Linked DNA regions of Sus scrofa: region 2 is linked to region 1. The links are chromatin contacts, called in public HiChIP or PLAC-seq maps. All regions are on one chromosome and are shown on one strand. The core of a region is the stretch at or near the end of the contact, and the rest is flanking DNA. Distances in the headings are between cores, read along the strand shown.

Region 1 (6,251 bases), core at 974-3,473:
AGAGGCGAATGTGTCGCACAGACGCCCGAACCGCGCATTCAGATCACTCTACGTCCATTTAAAAACACAGTTTGTGTTTGCAACCCAGGACTCAGCCACTGGCAGAATTTTGCAACGACTTCCCAGTTTTGTTGGCACGTCTCCAGGAATAAGGTTCTTTGTAATTCTTTGCTCAAACATAAGGATCGCCTATAAAACTCTTAGCAGATAGATCAATTCATACAATTATCTTTCAATTTTAAAAGCTACAACATAATGTGTTTGTTTTGTTTTGTTTTTGTTTTTGTTTGTTTTTGCTGGGCGCGCGGGGGGGGGGGGCGGGTGGCAGAGAAGAGAGGAGAAACAGTTACTAACAAACCATAGGATGCTATTATGCTCACAAAGTGGTAGCTCTGTGAAGGCATAGGGAAAAGCACCCCCCCCCTTTTTTGCTCAGAAAATAATTCAGTAGCAACAAGGTCTGAGAACCAGGAGCCTCATTGTTCTTAGTGAAACGATTATTTGTCAAAACATTTGATTGTTTCCCTATTTCTACTGAAAAGTTTGGACTGTTCTTTTTGCTCTATTTTTGACACTAGGATTTTTAACTATCGGTGCTATTGTGTTTACAGCATTCAAGGTTTCAGAGTTCAAAGGTTATCCATTAACATGTAGAGTGAGGCTGCACTAAGTGAAGACTCAATTTGGTTTCACTTGTTCATAGTTTCTTTGTTTTACAGCAATGCCAGAAGTCATTTGTTTCGATAAGTTAAATGAAGTTTCTTGTTGAGGAAGAGTGTGTCTTTGGACTGTTTTTGGGCTGTGACTATTGATAAGGCTTTAAAAAATATATTAAAGAAAGATGTTCATCTTCCCTGAGAAAAGAACTCTGGTACTAGAAACGATCAATATTAGTATACTTGAGTGGAAAAAAAAAAGAGTTCTGGCCTAAGAGTCTACTTCTGGCCCTGCTAATTAATGGTGAGAAGTAGTTGGTGTGCTTCCTTTTTAACAAAGACTAACCAGACCATATGTGGGGTTAGGAGTTATACATAAAATGACAGCAAAAACATCACACTTGGCAAATTCTTCCCCTTTGCTAAGAAACTGTCCCCTAAACTCCATTTCTTATTTATTAAGGATTGCATTGCTCACCAGCAGAGCATTTATGTAGGGCTTTTTTGGGTCCCGACTTATTAAAATATATGCTTTAAGTGCCTGTCTTGATATATTTTAAGATTTCCCCTTTTGGATACACTGAAGGCCAATACAAAAAAAAAAAAAAAGAAAAACAAAGAACCCAAAAAACTTCGCTATTTTGTTTGTGGTGACTTGCATAGCTCCCTTTTGTGTTTGTATCTTGGGACAGAGAATTTGGTGGATGTGACTGTTACTTCTGTGGTTCCTCCTAGGGGCTTATTTAAATGGGGTAATATCACTGGCCTTCGGAATCATAACTTTTTCTTTTTTCGTGAGCAAATAAAAAAATGGCTGGGAAACGCTTTACGTGAAGAGGGGAAAAGCTAGTTTTTGTTGTTGTTTTTGTCCCTAGTTTAAAGCCTGGTTTCATCCACGTGGATTTCTATCAAAGCCAAGTGGATTCCTGGAACCTAGGCCAAGTTTAGAAATCTCAAGTTTTTACAGCAGCGCAAGCCCTGCCCTTTTAGAAAACCAGCAACCAGGCATTAAAGGATGCCTTAATGAAGATACTAATTTAAAAATATTTTAATCATCTTTATTCATCGACCTTTCTCATGCTTGAAGAAAATCCGAAAAAATATTGTTTGTGCACAGCTGTCTCCTCACCTACCCAAATAAGTGTAAACGCTTTTCGCCTATTAGTAATACCGGATGACCCAGGAGTTCGGGCAACCAGCCCCTCCCCTCGCCCGGGCACACCTTGCAAGGGAGGGGGAAGCGGAGAGGCAGAGGCCTGGAACTGCGCCTGCGCACTGCCTTCGTGGGCCCCCTCCCCGCATACCTGTCACTGGAACTGCCGGGCGCGCGCCGGCCACGTTAAGCCGGATGGCGGGAGGCGGGGGTGTAGGGGCGGTGAAAGGCGCGCGCGTGCGCGGGAGTCGCAGGGCGAGAACAGGGAGTGCGCGCGCTCCTCGGCTCGCCCGCGTTCCGGAGGCGGAGTCCTCGGCGGTGGGCGGGGCAGGGGCGCGCCTGCGCAGATCACGTGGGTGAGGGGCGGGCCCGAGGGCGGGGCGGCCGGTGAAGGCAGGAGGCGGGGCGTCTCCGAGCTGCCGGGCCGAGGGAGGGCGCAACAGCTGCTCCCTGAGCACTTTCTGACCCAACAGTCCCCCTGCGCCGGACGCGCCGCGCCCCGGCGGCTCTAGGGACCCCCCGCGCCTGCACTGTCCCCGCGCGGACGAGTAGGGGGCGCCCGCGCCTTTGCCCCCCGTGAGCACCCCCCGCCCCGCTCACCTTAGCCCCGCGCCCGAGGTGAGCCCGGCCCCCAAATCTTCCGGGCGGGGGTGGGGTGGGGGTGGGGGCGCTGCTTTTGGGGGGGTCTTCAAGGAGTGAGGCGCTGAGGCGCCCTGAGGGATAGCCTCGCCCCTCGCCCAGTGGCCCCCTGCCTCTTTTGGGGGCCGGTGCGGGCGCGGAATCCGGGAGGTGTCCGCACAAAAGGCCGAGAGAAACTCCCCGTCGCCTCCCCTCCCTCCTGCCTTCCCCGCCCCCTCCCCTCCTCGCCTGCTCCCTCCTCATTCAAACCTCGGCTCGCTCGTGTGGTGTCAGTTCAGTCCCGGCCGCCGCCGAGCGAGGAAATGGCCGAGGAGCCGGAGCCGCAGGTAAAGGGGGCGCGCCCCCCCGCCCGCGCGGGGCCTTGGGGGGCGCCTCGCCCTCGCCCCTCCGGCGTCCCCCGAGCCCGCCCTCGAGTCTCCGGTGCTCGTTATCTCGCCCCCCTCCCCAGATTGTCTGCCCGCCCCGCCCGCCCCCCCATCCCCACTCTCTATTCGGCTCCTCTCGGGCGCCCCCTCCCCATCCGGCTTCTGAGCATTTCCACCGGAGAGAAGGTGTCGGGCGAGCCCCCGGTGTGTACTGTGTTTGACCATCACACTCACTCATGGAACCAGTCAAGATGGCTTGGGGGCGGGGGAGTCCCCCCCCCTTCCCTAGGTCGGGAGAGAGGGGCCCGCCGGAGGGGGCCCGGGGGCTGCGTGGGTGGCTGGGTGGGGGGCTGTTCCTGAAAAGTTGGGTGGCTCCGCCGGCAGGTCTCCGCGTTTGCCCTCTCGGCCGTGGGGGGCGGGCGGAAGGGAGCGGGCCGGCGCGGGGACCCCTGCGATGGCCCGGGAGGGGCCCGGGCAAGTTGGAAACAGCCAAAACAATGCGTCCTAACAGGCGTCCCCCGCAAACAATGGCCGGGACCGTCCGCACGGGCCGGGCGGAGGGCGCGTCTATAGGGGCCGAGGGAGGGGGCTTGGCCTCGCCGCGGACCCCGACGCGCACCCCAGCCAGCCCCCCAGGTTCCCCTAAATCCGTCCCCGGGAGTCCTGATCCTCTGCCCATCCCTGAGCAGGCGGTGCACCGGGCTGCGTTTCCTGGGTGTGTGTGTGATAAGGTTTTTTTTTTTTTTTTTAATTTTAAAAGATTTTTTTAAGAGAAAACTTTAAAAAAAATAGCCCTTAAACGCTTTAAGAATTATCTTTAATCACTCAATTCTAGTGGGAGACACAAAGCCAGCTGGAAGCAGAGCTAGGAACTCTAAGGGGCAGAAGGGATTGAAATGTTAGCCTAAAAGTGTTTCTTTCTTTCTTTTTTTTTTTTTTAAAAGGGAAGTTTCTGCCAGGAGGCGCTGAGTGGCGAAACCGCTCAGTTTCAGATGTAGAGCCCTCTTCACTCTAGATTTGGCCTCAAAATGCGAGCCGCACAGAATGGGAGGAGGGGTGGGCGCTACTGGGGGCTCCAGGAGGCTGGATTTGTGGCGGCCGGGGCGGTCCTGCCCCGAGGGGGTCAGACCTGGCCTGCGGGGTGCACCGGCCGTTACCTGCGTCCAGGGGGTCGGGACGGACGTTCAGGTCCCGAGTGGGAACCTTTATTTTAGGATTCGGGGTAGGGCCACCGAGGACGGGAAGCCGTATTCCTGGGCGGGTGGGTGGGGGTGGGGTGGGCGGGGGGGGGGGTAGTTTTCCCGCAAGGCGTAGTCAGGAGAGCAGGAAAGGGCCACCAGTGGCCACTTCTGGGACCCCAAGTAGCCTGTTCACACTTGGAGCAGTGAAAACTTTCTTTTTTCTCTTGTTGTTTCTCCCAAGAAAAGGAGAGTCCCTTCAGAGTTTTTAAGGCCTTGGAGTGTTGTTCCCCTTTGAAATTCCTTGAGCCTCAGTTTATCTTTCTGGATCAGCCTATAGGGCTTGGAGCGTTGAGCTTGAACATTCCTTAACGTGTATTAAAGGTATGGCGGGTACGGTGGTTCTTTGGCCCGTCTGGGATCCTGTGTTATTGACCACCGTGTATACTAGCTGGTTTCCTGGTTTTCTAGATTGTTGGGAACCATTAAGCTGTATATTTTAAGAAGCCTAGGTCTGATTTAGTTCAGGTTGATTCAATTATGTCTTCATCGCTTTTGAGTTGGTTGAATGAGTTGACATGAGATTAAGCTCAACAAAAGAAAAGGCAGGGTAACAGCAGCTGCCGGCCGGGCCTGGCCACTAGGTAGGGGTCTTGAGGAGGCCTTTCACCTTCTCTTTTGTATGTGTCAAGAAGTACATTTAAAATGTTCTTTACTGTACTTTTTCTCTCCCCCCCCCCCCCCCGGAATGGAGGGACTGCCTTGATTGATAACCAATAAGACTTAAAATGCTGGATTTTGTAATACTTTGAGAATGAGTAATAGATCTAGATTTTCTAAAAAGCCTTTAGTAGAGAAGTGACAAGAACAGAATAATAACCTAATTGCTTTTTGTCTGAAAAATATAACAGTCTAACCACTAGTTTGTGCTTGCTTAGTTAATGTGTGCTAAGAACTTTTAAGGTGTGTCCTTAATGGTAGATTACTTTTTCTGAGAAGTCCTGTTTATTTTAGATACTGTTTTGTTTAGGATTCTAAAGACTGTAGTTGTGTGTGTGTGCGTGTGCGTGTGTGTGTAATCCTGGTGTTTTAGTCAGAGAGGACCCCCCCCACCCCAAACTGCTGCCATTTTAAGTCAGTTATATTTAAGTATTCAATTCAAGAGGCAATGACTTATTTAAAAGTTTTTGGTTGTCAGTAGCTGCAAGCCAAATTTATCATTCATTTAGCTGGTTTGGTAGAATAGGGTTAATAATCTGATTGTTTGGAATTTTAATTATTTGGCTGAGGAGGGAGGCCGCTCCTTTAGAATTGCACATTGATTTGCATGCTGGAGGAGGAAGTAGAGAGATCATGCCTTTTCTAGGTAAAGGACACATACTTTTCTTTCGTGTCCAACTTTTCAGTCCTTTTATCTTCCCAGCACCGTCTTAGCACTGCAGTTTGACCTTTGCTGTGTTTTTAATAACTTGTAAGATCGAAGTTTAGTAGTTGTCTTGGGTTCATATTATTCCCTTTCACTTCTTAATCAAAAAAAGGAACTAGTGCTCCCCTTAGATAAAACGTGTAGAAGATATTTCCCCCTTCACCCTGAAGAATTGATTTAGATAACAGCTTGATTCCCCCCCCCCCCCAGTATGGGAGGAAGAAGGAGGGGTGGAGACATTGAGTCTGCCTGGGAAGGTTTGAGGTGGAGGTAGGTCTGCCTTCTCTTAGGGAGCCTCCATTTTTGGCAGTGGAACTTGAGGGAGGATCAGCAGCTCCTGTTTTCATAAAAGCCCCCTCCAGTGGTCCTTTTCAAGAGGAAATCTGAACATAAGACTCAATCAAGTCACTTACAAACGGATGAAATAATTAAGGAATATAATGGCCTGGCAAGGACAGAGTCCCTCTATCTCCTCATTTCAGATAAATGCTAATCACTTCTCTCTCTTTTAACAACATTTATGATGAAATGGCATGTTTTTGCCACAGCAGGGTTGCTTTCCCAACCCCGGAGCACTCTTAATTCTGACACGCTTGATTAGAGCCTCGGGGGTCCCAAAAGATGTACTGTTTTCCCACTTTGTGAAATTACATTCTTTTCTCACAGTTGTCGCAAACATGATATTGGTTGATAAGAACTTTCAAGCAGTTTTAATGACTCTTGACTGCTTCCAGTCTACTAGTTAAAAGAAAATAGAATGTCATCTCTTTGGACTGTAAATGATTGGGCCTTTTTTTATGTTTTACGTGAACCTTTGTTTCTGTTTGCCCAAAA
Region 2 (5,854 bases), core at 2,354-4,853, 64 kb before region 1:
GAAAAAGCATTTCCTAATTGCTTTAATTTGTTTGTTTGTTTTTGGCTATGCCTGGGGATTCTGAAGTTCCCAGTGCTGGGATCAAGCCCCTGCCAGTAAGCAGAGCCACAGCAGTGACAACGCCAGATTCTTAACCTGCTGAGCCACCAGGGAACTCCTGTGGTGTTTATCACTCCTAGAATTCCTTGAAGGTGCATCTCTCTTCCACAGGTATATTTATTTCCTTGTCGTTTCTTCTAGCACAAAAACCTAATGCATTTTACATACACGGTTAATTACAGGGGCCCTATGTACACAAGGAAAACTGTGGTTGGAAACTTTTAATTGGGCATACAAATGGCCACCTAATGTTCAAATTAAATGGTTAGCCATCCAACCACTGCATTGTAAATGCAGGGGAAATTTCTCCCACAACGATTCATGATCTTAAACGGTGCCTGAAGTTCAATGGATGTACCAGTAGCTGAGATGGACGTTCATTCATGCATTCGCTCATTCATCAACACAGCTCTTGATGCCTACTGTGTGCCAGGCAACCTGCCAAAGAGCGTGGCATAGGGCAGCAAATATAACCTGGCCGGTCCTGGTATCACGGAGCACTTGTTCTATACACCAAATGCTTTGCCTTTTTCAATTTCCTTGGCGAAGGCCAAGTCAGGAAAGTTCTGTTGTGCCTCCTCTTTGAAGGGTGCTGAGGGAGAGGAGAGCAAAAGAAGTATTTTGTTTGTTTGTTTTGTTTTTCCTTCTTCTTATGTCACCCCTGCAGCATATGGAAGTTCCCAGGCTAGGAGTCGAATCTGAGCTGCAGCTGCCAGCCTACGCCACAGCTCACGCCAGATCCTTAACTCACTGAGAGAGGCCAAGCATCGAACCTGCAGCCTTATAGATACTAGGTGGGTTCTTAACCTGCTGAGCCACCATGGGAACTCCCTAGAGTAGATATTTTAAGCTAAAGAGATAGATGAATTAACACAGTAAATAAGAAAAATACATATCATTTGAAATTGTAGTATGTGCTATCTAGGGAGTTCCCTGGTGGCCTGGTGGGTTAAGGATCTGATGTTGACATTGCTGTGGCTCAGGTCACTGCCACGGGTGTGGCCAAAAAAATAAATAAATAAGCGCGCTATAGCATCATCCATGTGACATTTTACAGCTACCATTTACTGTGTGACTGCGCATACTCCCAAGAATCCCCCCAACACTGTTTTTATAGTGAAGCAAATACCACATTTCTGTCTTTGTTCACTTCAGACTGACGGATGCACGTTGTGCTCCATCCAGCACGGGGAGGGGAGAAAGACAGAGGAGAGCAGAACAATTCGTGCCCCTGAGGCGAGGGCCACCAAATGAACACGTCATTTCCATGTAATGTGCCTTGATAGAGCAACTACAGGTTGTTACAGGGACACCGGTGCTTTCTAGAAACTCCTGGGTTTCCTCTTAAAATACAGGAAGAGGGAGTTCCCATGGTGGCTCAGCAGGTTAGGACCCTGACTAGTATCCATGAAGATGCGCCTTGGATCCCTGGCCTCACTCAGTGAGTTAAGGATCCAGCATTGCTGCAAGCTTTGGCGTAGGTCACAGACACAGCTCAGATCCTGCATTGCTGTGGCTGTGGCGTAGGCCTGCTAGCCTGGGAAGTTCCATATGCCGCAGGCATGGCCCTAAAAAAAAAAAAAAAAGAAAGAAGCTAATAAATAAACAATGAATACTGCACCACATTAAGAGAATGAGAAAGAAAATTCCAGTGTATGGTCATCTCAACAGATGCAGGGGGAAAAAAAGCAAAGAAATACAGGAAGAAGCGGGTCCAACCAAGAGGCATGGAAAGGACACTCCAAGTGGCTAGAACAGCAGGAGCAGGGACCTCAGGCCAGCATCTGCACATTAAAGGCGGGAGTGGGCTAAGAAGGGCAGAACTACTCGCCCTCTGATATTCCTTCCCAGGTCCTAAAATGTGAGGTGGATGTTTTCCGTAACCATTCACCTGTCCAGCTAAGATTGCCGAAGTCTTTCCGTGGAAAATCCAAAGTTTAGAATGCCCAGGTATTTACTTTCATCAAACTCTTTGACAAATAAACATAATACAAAAATAAAAATGTCCCTCCAGAGTTCCTGCTGTGTCACAACGGGATCCGTGGCATCTTGGGGGCACTGGGACATGGGTTGGATTCCCGGCTGGCCAGGCACAGTGGGCTAGGGGTCCGGCGTTGAGGTTGCCGCAGCTTTGGCTAGGGTCTCCGCTGCCGTTCAGATCTGATCCCTGGCCCCGGGAACTCCATGTGCTGCGGGGCAGCCAACAATAAAAAGCTCCTCGGTGGCTCAGTGGGTTAAGGATCTGGCATTAGCGTTGTCGCTGTAGCAGCTCAGGTTGCTGCTGTGGCGTGGGTTCAGTCCCTGGCCTGGGAACTTCCACGTGCTGCAGTTGTGGCCAAAAAAAAAAAAGTCTCTTCATGCCTATTGAAATCTTTTCCCTTTTCAAAATCTTTTGAATAAAATGCTTCTTTACTGTGAATTCCATTCTACTGATTTGTTTTAAGAAAATACCTCTCCTAAAGAAAGAAAAAGCCATCTTTGATCTGACTTAACAAAAAGATCTAATCAAACAATAAAATCTGTGAGAAAAAGGAGAAAAAAGCAGCAAGCTTCTTTGAGCCACATCAAATATATGAAAGAGAAAATACTTCATTTAAATGCTGAAAAAAAAAAAAACAGCTTGAAATGCAATAACCTCTGCAGAGTAACTGAAACCACATGTTGATCTGACAAGAGTTTCTAAGACACAATTAAAGGTCATTTCGTGTACAAACATCTCATTCCTCATTGAGAGGCTTGAATTGTTGTCACCATTTTTGGCCACTGTGGGGCAGGTGCTGCAGCCTGGCGTCATCCACAGTGATGCTCCAGATGGGATTAAGGTAACGCTGCACACACCGGAAGCTTGAAATCGAACCCCCCAGGAAATATACTACCTTGGATTCCCGCTATTCCGCCTTGACGTCCCAGGCAACGAGGACTAAATACCTTATAGAAGCCTTGCTAATTCAAAGCCTGTAGCCCTCCCATGGACGTGGTTGTACTCAAGTCTAAAAATAGGCTTCCTTTCTGCATTGCCTGCCTCCACCTGCATGGGGCCCTCGGGGTCCAAAGAAAGCCGTTTTGTGTGCCTCACCTGGGAGCAAAGGTGTGCCAGCCACAGACTGGCATTTGGAAATGTCTTCCCGCAGCTGGGAAGTTTCCGTCTGAGAGTCTGCACCGGGGGGGGGGGGGGGGGTCTTTGGAAAGCGACTTTTTAAACTGCTCTCGGCCCCGGGGGCTGCCCCCTTTCACCCCCTCCCTTTAAGAAAGGATGTGCTGGGGAAGGACTTCAAAGTCCTCCTTTCAAAAGGGAAATCGCATCTAGAAAGCTTTTCTCAGAAGGAGAAAGAGACAAATTATTTGATTTGAAAGAGAAGTAAATCTTAGGAACAAAATGAGGGAGGATCAAAGAATTGGTTCGCCGTGAACTGAAGAAGTGACCCTTTCCGGGGGGACGTGCCTTTACCCTTTCTGATCCAGGCAAAGTGTGTTGGAGGCAGGACGTTTACGCGAGAATCAAAATAAAGAAGTGAGTCTGCGTTCCAGAAAATCACGTGACCTCTCCCTTTCTTTTTCTCTCCCCCCCCCCCACTCCTCCCTCTTTCTTTGCACCTCCTTCCCTCCCTCCCTCTCTCTCTCACCAACTTTAAAAGATGTGCTGGTTTTCCACACTTTGGGGAAATCCATGGGGAGGGAGAGACAAAAAATGAGAACCAGGCGACCTAAGAAAGCAGCCCGAGTCCCCCCCCCCCACACACACACACACCGCCCCACCCCTTTCTTCCTGCCCCGCATCTGCCCCCCTTTCCCCTGCCCAGCTCACCCCTCTCCCTGCTTCTTGCTCTTTGGACCTGGCAGGTGAGCCCAGCAGGCAGTAGATAAGTTGGGGAAACTTGGGGTGTTTTTTTTGTATTTTTAATTTTTCGAGTAAAATCTGAATACAGTCTGGTTGAAAAGTGGAAAAACTCGAAGCAAAACAAAATTAAAAAAAAAAAAAAAAAACACATTTTTCTTAGGGGTGAAATCATGTGTGAGGTGCCTCTTCCAGTTCTAGCTTCCTGGTCTCCATCCCCCCTCAGCAAGGGCTCTTCTCAATGAACTGTGTCCCTCCCAGACCACAGAGGTATGGATATATCTGTAAATCGAAATAGAAGGAAGGACTCCGTGAACTCAAAAGCAGACAATTGTGACCAAAAAAAAAAAAAAAAAAACCAACAATTTGCAGAGTCCCATAAAATTAAGACAGATCATTGTTCACAGGTATGAGTAAGAAAAACAAGAGGGAACACACATACAAACATTAAGAATAAAAACACGGAGTTTCCTGGTGGCCCAGCAGTTCAGGATTCAGTGTTGTCTCCGCCATGGTGGGTTCGATCCCTGGCCCTGGAACTTCTGTATGTTGCGGGTGCTGCCAAAAAATGTAAGAAAAAAAATAATTTTTAAAATTAAAACAGATATAATTCCAGGTAGAGAACAGACGTTTTCAATTTTTTGGTACTATTATCATTTGGCTTGAAAACTCTACTTTTGTCTAGGGAAAAAAAATGAATTGCCAAAATTAGCCTAATCAGGTGTTCTATTTACACCTGGAAGTATTCCTTTTCCTCACCTGTTGGGTCAATGCAATATTTGTTAAATATGTTGTAGAAACTGTGGCGGAGCTCGCTTTCTTTTATCACGGAATTATTCTATTCTCAGGAAACAGGATGGGTTCAAGTGTGTAAAATTTTTTTTTCTTTGCCTTTTAGGGCTGCACCCTTGGCATGTGGAGGTTCCCAGGCTAGGGGTCTAATCGGATCTACACATGCCTGCGGTGTACACCACAGACACAGCAATGCCAGATGCGAGCCGCATCTTTGACCTACACCACGGCTCAAGGCAACACTGGATCCTTAACCTACTGAGCAAGGCCAGGGATCGAACCTGAAACCTCATGGTTCCTAGTCGGATTCGTTTCTGCTGCACCATGACAGGAACTCCTAGCATTTTTTTTTAATGGCCAAACTCATGGTATATGGAAGTTCCCAGGCCAGGGATTGAATTTGACCAGCAGTTTCAACATACATCACAGCTATGGCAATGCCAGATCCTTAACCCACTGCACCACAGGGGGAACTCCAAGCATAAAGAATTCTAGTCTAAAAATGGGCTCGTATATAAATTAATTCAGCTCTTAGACGTTTCTGCAGTGGATAAGTCATGCTATTAGCAAGATAAATTTTCCCAAGAATCATTGATTTTTAATATTTTCTTTAGAAGATTATTAGTTAATCCAGTTCCATGCTGAAGAAAGTCATCAGCACTTGGCAGTTTCTTAACAAACAACCTACAAAACCACCACAAAAACAATATCCAATATAGAGCTTCTTCTGTGCCAGACATATGCATTAAGATATTTGGTTCTCATAATGGTGCTAGGGCTTTCTACCATTATTATACCCATTTTATAGAAGGCAAAACTGAGGTATGGCTAGGTGGCTCAAGGTCACACAGTTTCGAGTGGCAGAATGCAGATTCCAATGGAGAATGGCTATGACTGTTTAGGGTACCAGAGATCATACATTACACCGTGGGAGAACCCAGATATTTCTCTCTCCTATTTTAACTGGAAACCTCATAATTTCACCCTGGCCGGTGCAGCTGTCTTACATAGATGACCCTTAGCAAGAGTGGGAGTTCAAGGTGGGAAAAGTATCAGATGCCCTCAGGAAAGATGACTAAAGGATTTTAGGAAACTGAGGGAGCCTCAGCTAGGCTGAGGTTTTCCTAA

Evidence for each region. HiChIP or PLAC-seq counts read pairs in DNA pulled down with a chosen protein or histone mark.
Region 2: a contact with region 1 is called in an H3K27ac HiChIP or PLAC-seq map of alveolar macrophages. The contact joins the enhancer-like site here to the promoter of ZNF217 in region 1. A contact is called at or near these places in 2 of 5 promoter capture datasets (fetal liver and liver), 25 of 47 Hi-C or Micro-C datasets (alveolar macrophages, blood, embryonic fibroblasts and 11 more) and 2 of 2 datasets of contacts at active chromatin or transcription factors (alveolar macrophages and skeletal muscle).

The regions. Positions count from the first base shown.
Region 1 is chr17:54,627,727-54,633,977 of Sscrofa11.1, reverse strand. It overlaps ZNF217 (zinc finger protein 217), which reads left to right and starts at 2,223. Exons shown (of 6, transcript NM_001123217.1): 1 at 2,223-2,427.
Region 2 is chr17:54,693,245-54,699,098 of Sscrofa11.1, reverse strand. No RefSeq gene overlaps it. Among named protein-coding and RNA genes, the nearest start is that of ZNF217, 64 kb to the right of the region's middle. Within about 2 kb of position 3,603, at least 50 of the 83 cell types and tissues checked have an H3K27ac peak or open chromatin away from gene starts, as enhancers often do. A contact at or near this core is called in alveolar macrophages, epiblast stem cells, fetal liver and 6 more, where this site is marked.